2 separate regions of the Arachis hypogaea genome follow, and region 2 is linked to region 1. A link is a contact called in public Hi-C data. All regions are on one chromosome and are shown on one strand. The core of a region is the stretch at or near the end of the contact, and the rest is flanking DNA. Distances in the headings are between cores, read along the strand shown. Region 1 has its middle 8.5 kb from the start of LOC112712758. Region 2 holds the start of LOC112712762 (receptor-like protein EIX1).

The links. Hi-C and Micro-C count contacts between places; a contact is called where the count stands out from the background.
Region 2: a Hi-C map of leaf shows a contact between it and region 1, with 2.4 times the contacts expected there. The contact joins the promoter of LOC112712762 here to the enhancer-like site in region 1. A contact is called at or near these places in 2 of 8 Hi-C or Micro-C datasets (leaf and an unstated tissue).

Annotation. Positions count from the first base shown.
Region 1 is chr9:1,655,141-1,658,586 of arahy.Tifrunner.gnm2.J5K5, reverse strand. No RefSeq gene overlaps it. Among protein-coding and RNA genes, the nearest start is that of LOC112712758, 8.5 kb to the left of the region's middle. Within about 2 kb of position 1,571, at least 2 of the 3 cell types and tissues checked have open chromatin away from gene starts, as enhancers often do.
Region 2 is chr9:1,814,002-1,817,617 of arahy.Tifrunner.gnm2.J5K5, reverse strand. LOC112712762 (receptor-like protein EIX1) reads right to left here and starts at 1,345. Exons shown (of 5, transcript XM_025765685.2): 1 at 756-1,345; 2 at 1-272. The coding sequence starts at 1,345. LOC112709831 (receptor-like protein EIX2) reads right to left here and starts at 1,502. Exons shown (of 3, transcript XM_072202233.1): 1 at 1,108-1,502.

The DNA of each region.
Region 1 (3,446 bases), core at 322-2,821:
TCCACGCCAGTGTTTGAAAGCCTCTGTTGGTAGAGAATCATGAATGGCAAACCATGCCAGGAGTTTTGCTTTCTCCGGGGCATTCGCCCGCTACAGCCATTTCCAACTTTGCCCCTCATTCCACTGAATCCTCTTCTTCAGTAACCATGTATATCCCTCTTTAGTTGAATAACTTTTATTAATATTTGCTATCCAAATCCATCCAGATTCAACTATGCACTACTAAAATCAGTTAGAAGTTTGCATTATATGGAGAATTAACTCTGATAAGGGTGTCGCAATTCGCTCCAAACGCCAACCATACTCGCTCCAAACATCTCTGATAATCAATTGAGTATCGGAGATATGGACAAAAGGAAAATAATAACAGAGTTTACCTCCTGGATGTCGATCATTAAACCAAATCGATTGGTCCAAGTTACCAGGACTCCAAGCCAAACCCTCTTGTAGAAGCTGCATTAACTTCCCAATGCCCTTCCAGCAAATAGATGCAGTCTTTGGAACAGAAATTTCTAAGTTCAAGGGATTTTTAAAATATTTGTTGAGTATAATTTGAACCCACAACTTGTCACGGCAGTTTAGCTTCTTCTAAACTAACTTTTCAATCATTGCCACGTTGACTAGAGAAGAATCTCGAATGTCCAGACCACCAAAATTTTTTGACCAAAGAGAGATATCTTTCGATATTATTACCCTTCCAAAAGAACTGTAGAGTGAGAGAATTAATATTTTCACAAGCATGACCTGGAAGAAGAAAGCATTGCATCTGATAAATAGGAATAGCTGATACAACCGATTTAACAAGACATAATCTCCCAACTCTATTCAACAGTCTCCCTTTCTATAATGCCATACGTTTCTAAATTTTGTCAATAACCTCTATAGCACAGATTCGAATCACTCTCAAGTGCCTCAAATTAACACCTAAGTATTTACCCAAGTTTTGAGTAAAATAGATAGATGATACCTCAGTAAACAACTCTTTTCTTATATTGAAAACATCTTTTGAACATATTACTTTTGACTTTTCAAAGTTAACTTTCAATTCAGATTAATTAGACACGCCAATCACTCTATCTCTAAAAGAGACTCTCGTCCCTTTGGAATCCTCTATGTCACCGAATACAACTCTTCTCACACTCTTCTCCTTGTTACTTCCACCGGAGCGGTTGCCTCACCGTGTTTTCCACTTTCATCCCCGATCACCCCTTTTTCGCTCATAGCTCTCTTCCACGGGTATAAGTAAACTAGTTACTTGTTAATTGAATTATTGATTGATATGAGATAAGGATTTAAAGCTAAACACATTTTTTTAATTTTCCATCAATTTTTTTTTAATCTCAACCAATTAATTAATAACAAAATATTACATTATTAAAGATGGTTAATACATGCGATCAAAACTTAATACATATTTTATAAGAATGTGATATTGTGATTCTATCACATTAAAATAAATAAATAAATGAATAGGAGCAGCTTGCCAAGTCAAACTGGATTGATATTTGGGCTTAAATTGTTTGGGCCTAAATCTTAGTAAAGGACTAAAGCCCAAAACTGAACAGCACACAAAGGAAGTAAGTTAGCTCAAGTTAGCTTCAGGGCCGTTGAAAAATATAAAAAGCCGAATATTAGATCATATTTCTTACCAAAAAAGAATGCATCATTTCCGGAATACCCCTGCTAAAAATAGATGCATATATTTATGAAATTATTAAATATTTAAATTGCTCCAAGGATCCTGAAATAAATGAAGTATATACTGAAATTAAAACTAAATACACTAAATCTATAAATTTGACGAAAAAATGTGAACATAACCGATATAGTGAATAGGGTCATCAAAATGATATCCAAATCTATCAAACTATTTTGTTTATTTCTTAAAATAGGCAAGTTTATAATCTCAAAAATACTCATAAAAATAAAATGTTGAATGAATTTAGTTTGATTAATTTGAAAAATAAAGAAGCTGTTCAACGAGTCGAATGAATTAGCTCGTTTATTTTATTTAATAAAATTTCAATTCGTTTACAATTCAACCCAAATACTATAAAAATAACCCAATTGAAGGAAAAGAAATGGCTTCCAAAGTTTGGTATATAACTCAAAATTGATTATTTTGGGATTTTATTAAAAAAAATCAATTTCGTTTGGGGAAAAAAACTAATAGACGTGTTAAATTGGATTTTTCTTATAAAAAAATATTATGTGTACACAAAAATTAATTATAAAATTAACTGTTATATATTTATGTATAAATATATGTTTTATTTAATTTATTTTTAATATATATTTTATATTCTAATTTATACTATATATTAGTGATTGATTTTAGTAATTAATTTTAGTGTACATCATAATTATTTTTTTATGGGTCAAACCTCTTATTTTAAAATCTCAAATATTCTTAATATATGATTAGTCTAAACCGTTTTAACCCACAAACTTAGATGAATTGACTTTTTTTTTACCAAAGATAAAGAGACTCGAACCCGCAACTTCTTAGGTAAGTACAGGAGACTATACCATTTAAAGTATAGCTCATTGACTACTTAGATGAATCGACTTGTTCGACATCTCTATTTAAAAATAATTATTTTCTAAACATATAGTATCACTTTATCTTATTTTGCGCACAATTACCAGTAATTACTACAAGAAATTCTTACCATTTTCTAATCACCCAAAATTTTGCTTTTAATTGACAAACAAATTATTAGGGTTTTGAACGAAGCAAGGATGTGAAAACCTTGATTCTTCCAGTGATGTGCCAAGAGGACACAAGGCAAGAAGCATGACGTGTGGAACTCTCTCTTTGAATCTTAATGTTCCATTGCAACTAAAACTTGCTCGGTTGGGAAGAGACATCAGACATAAACTTTTAATAAACAAAGTTCCAATTCATGTAGCTTTTAATTGCTTTGTGTGTTCCAATGTTCACCTAGCACTTTCCGGAGACAAATGCTTCTGCATGCTACTCTATATCTTCAACATTGACACATTGTCCATTTATATCAAACCTTTATTTATATATTTTGGTTGAAATTTTACTTTGGAGTAATTACTTAATTCTAGTTATATCCCTACTTTTCAATTATCGGATCAATGATAACCAAAAAATTACGTATGATAATGTGATGTAAAATTTTCATACATAGAGAATGTATTCTTTTATTTTAATTTTCCATTTCTTCTATTATATATAAGTCTAATGACAAGCGAGTTAACACTTAAAAGCAAGGAGTATAATAAAGTGAGGAATTACTTCTGAGTCTTACCTCACATTTTTGACATCCCTAAATTGAACATCTGAATGAGAATTTTAATTTGTTGAAATTCATCATTTATATTAATTATATATGTATGTAATTCACTAATTGTGTTATTTTTTTATTATGTACGGATACTGACACGAATACAGAACATTGCACGATACAAGACAC
Region 2 (3,616 bases), core at 96-2,595, 160 kb before region 1:
AGACAGTTCCTGTCAAGAAATTTGAGTGGAGACGCAATTCAATCAATAAGGGTGGTAAGTTTTCCAAAATTTTTGAGATTGGACCAGAGAAAGAATTATGAGAAAGTGCAAGTACTTGCAATTGATCAAGTTGGCCTAACCAATCCGGAATGGGACCATCGAGATCATTGTTATTCAAATACAATGATTCAATGCTTTGATGAAATTTTGGTAGTGTTTGAAGCAGTTGGCCAAGCATGGAGTTTTTAGAAATGTCGATATATGAGATGTGACTAAGATTGAATAACCAAGCAGGCAAGATTGATGAGAAGTCATTGGAAGCAAGACTAAGAACTTTAAGGTAGCGTTTGTTTTGAGGTATTGAGACAGAGACTGAGAGATTGAGACTATTGTGTTTGTTAGTTCAGAGACTGGTACTAAAATTTTTGTCTCTGTCTCTGTCTCTAAAATTTCAGTATTTTAGTAGTTCCAAAAAATAGGGACAAAGGACACTGAAGTTTTTAGAGATGGAGACTGAAACTTTAATAACATTTTATACCTAAAATACTTTCATTTCAATTAATTAATTCCAATTTTACTTTTTGTGCAAATTAAATTAGAGTTTTATTCTTGTTTCAATTCCTGTTTCTCATTTTGCACCAAACAGAATACTGAGATTTATTTCAATCCCTATCTCTTAGTCTCTGTCTCTTAGTCTCAGTCTTCCGTCTCTATCTCTCCACCAAATGCTACCTAGTGAAGTCAAATTAGCATACTGAAGAAATGGATTTATGTCTTTAAGATTGCAATAATCTAAGTGTAACTCTGAAAGTGAAGAAAGTGAATTCAATGATTGAAGCCAATAGATTTCCTTGTAAAGATCAATACCACTGAGGTCCAAATATTGCAAAGAGGAAAAATGAGAAATCTGATGTAGCATACTATTATAATCATTGAAAAGATGATAGTTATATGCTAAATCAAGATAATGGATGTTAGAGGAGTCATTACATGTCTTGTTATGAATAGAATCATAATCATACTGGATGATGGTCTTGAAATCATTGTTGCTCAAATTCAAGTAGTTTAAATATTCAATACCCAACAAAGAAGACATGTCAAATTCACCTGTTAGACAGTGCTGTTTCTCATTATCTTGATCAAGAATTTCATCAGATTGGATTGTATCACAAGGGAGATGAAGCTTTGTAACTCTGTGTGTGATGTTATCACAATGAACTCCTCTCCATTGACAACAATCTTTTTCTTCATCAGAAGACCAAGATGAGAGTACATCAGAGGGATCTGTGACTTCATGTTTAAACTTGAGCAATATGCTCTCATCCTTCTCATCACACTGAACCATCATGGAATTAGACGTGACTAGTGATGATGAATTAAACATGATTGTAGCAAGTATTAAACAAAAAAGGATGATTGTAATTTGGTTGGAAGAGGAAGTAGCCATATTATCGGTTGCACAACATACAAGATATGTTTTGGAGTTTTGGTAATGGATGGTTGGAATTTATAAGGGTAAATGGTTAAATTAGTCTTCGAAAGAACGCTCACTTTTAAGTTAGTTCCTAAAAGATTTTTTATAATTAAATTTGTCTTTCAATGATTTCAAATTTATTATTTTAGTCTTTCTATCACTTCGATTACTAACGGTTTCAAAATTTGTTGATATGACACATAGTGACACTACAACATACACCTAATAGTCTTAATTAGCGACAAATATGATAAATTTATGAAATTAGATTAAATCACATCAAATTGAGGAATTTTAATACCTCAAGTTTTCTTCTCAATTAAATTTTAATTTGATTTAATTTTATAAGCTTATCTTACTAATAGTCAATTAAGATACCTATGTGTATGTTGAAATATTATTTATCGTGCCATGTTAACAAATTTTAGTACCGTTAACAAAAAGAATGGCCGAAGAACTACCGCGATTAATTTAAAATATTTGAAGAATAAATTTAATTAATTTTTTTTTAAAAAACTAATTTAAAAAATGAGTGATCTTTCATAAATAAATTTGACTATTTACTCAAATTTATAAGTATATGTGGAACTGAGGGCAATATGAGAAATTTACTTATTTTCTTGTAGTATTTCCATGGCATCGTAATATTCATGTCTATATGTTATTCAAAAGAATATGTGCTACTAGGCATGTTGATTAAAAAAGAAAAATAAGTGACTAATTCAGTTATTTATAAAAAAAATAAAATATATTAAAATATAAAATATATATTTAAATGTATAAAATAATATTTATATTTATATATAAATATAAATATATAATAATTGATTTGATAATTGATATTATATATATTATATTTTTATTTCAATTAATTTTTTATTATATATAAATATTATTGGTACGGTTTTAATCTACTATATATATATAAATTTTTTTAGTATACAAGTTTATATAAGTTAGTCCAAACCTAACAAAAACAACCCTCAGTTTAGATTTCGTGTAAATATGTACTTCCCCAACTCTTGAATAATGCAAACGGTTTTTTTCCCTCAATCAAAATCGCGCTCAAAATTCAAATAACGATCAAAATCTCTTAAAAATATTTCAAAATCGTCGCAAAAAGTGAAGGAAGTTTCAAAGTTGAATTCGAAAAGAATGAAGAAGAAGAAGAAGAAGAAGAAGAAGAGTTTTGAATTATGCATAATTTATCAGTACAAATCTACCGAAAATTTTTAAACAATACACATGAATGTCTTAGTTTTACACTGAAATTTGCTGCAACTACACAAAAATGTTTTTTCTAATGCTGCATTTTTTTCTTCTTTTTTTTCTTATTTCTTTCTTTCTTTTAGTTGAATGAATGTAAGTTCATCCTCTTCGAAGTAATTTTGTAGTATTATGTGTTTCTTATTTTTCTTTATTTAATTGTTTTATTTTTATTCTTGTTAAGAGAGTAAAACAAGAAGAAACTTGAGAAGATAAAACAAGAAAAAAAAAATGAATAAGAAAAAAAAAGAAGACGGTGATGATAATGAAAAAAAAAGAAGCAACAGAAGATGAGAAAGAAGAAAAGAAAGAGTTTTGAATTATACAAAATTTATCAGTACAAATTCATCAAAAATTCTTAAACAATATACATAAATGTCTTAGTTTTATACTGAAATTTACTGCAATTACATAAAAATATTTCCTTTAATGCTGCATTTTTTTCCTTCTTCTTTTTTTTTCTTATTTTCTTCTTTCTTTTAGTTGAATGAATGTAAGTTCATCATCTTTCAAGTAATTTTGCAACATTATGTATTTTTTCTTTTTCTTTGTTTGACTTATTCTTATTAAGAGAGCAAAACAAGAAGAAACTTGAGAAGGTAAAACAAGAAGGAAAAGAAGAATAAGAAAAAGAAGAATAAGAAGATGAAAAACAAAAAGAAGGCAGCAGAAGATGAAGGAGGAGAAAAAGGAAAAATTTTAAATTATGGAGAACTTATTAGTATAAATCCACCGAAAATTCTTAAACAATACATATAAATATCTTAGTTTTACACCGAAATTTGCTACAAATACATAAAAATATTTTCTTTGATGTAGAATTCCTACATTACATTCAATTCAAACAAACCATCAACGATGAAAAGTAATTTTCAC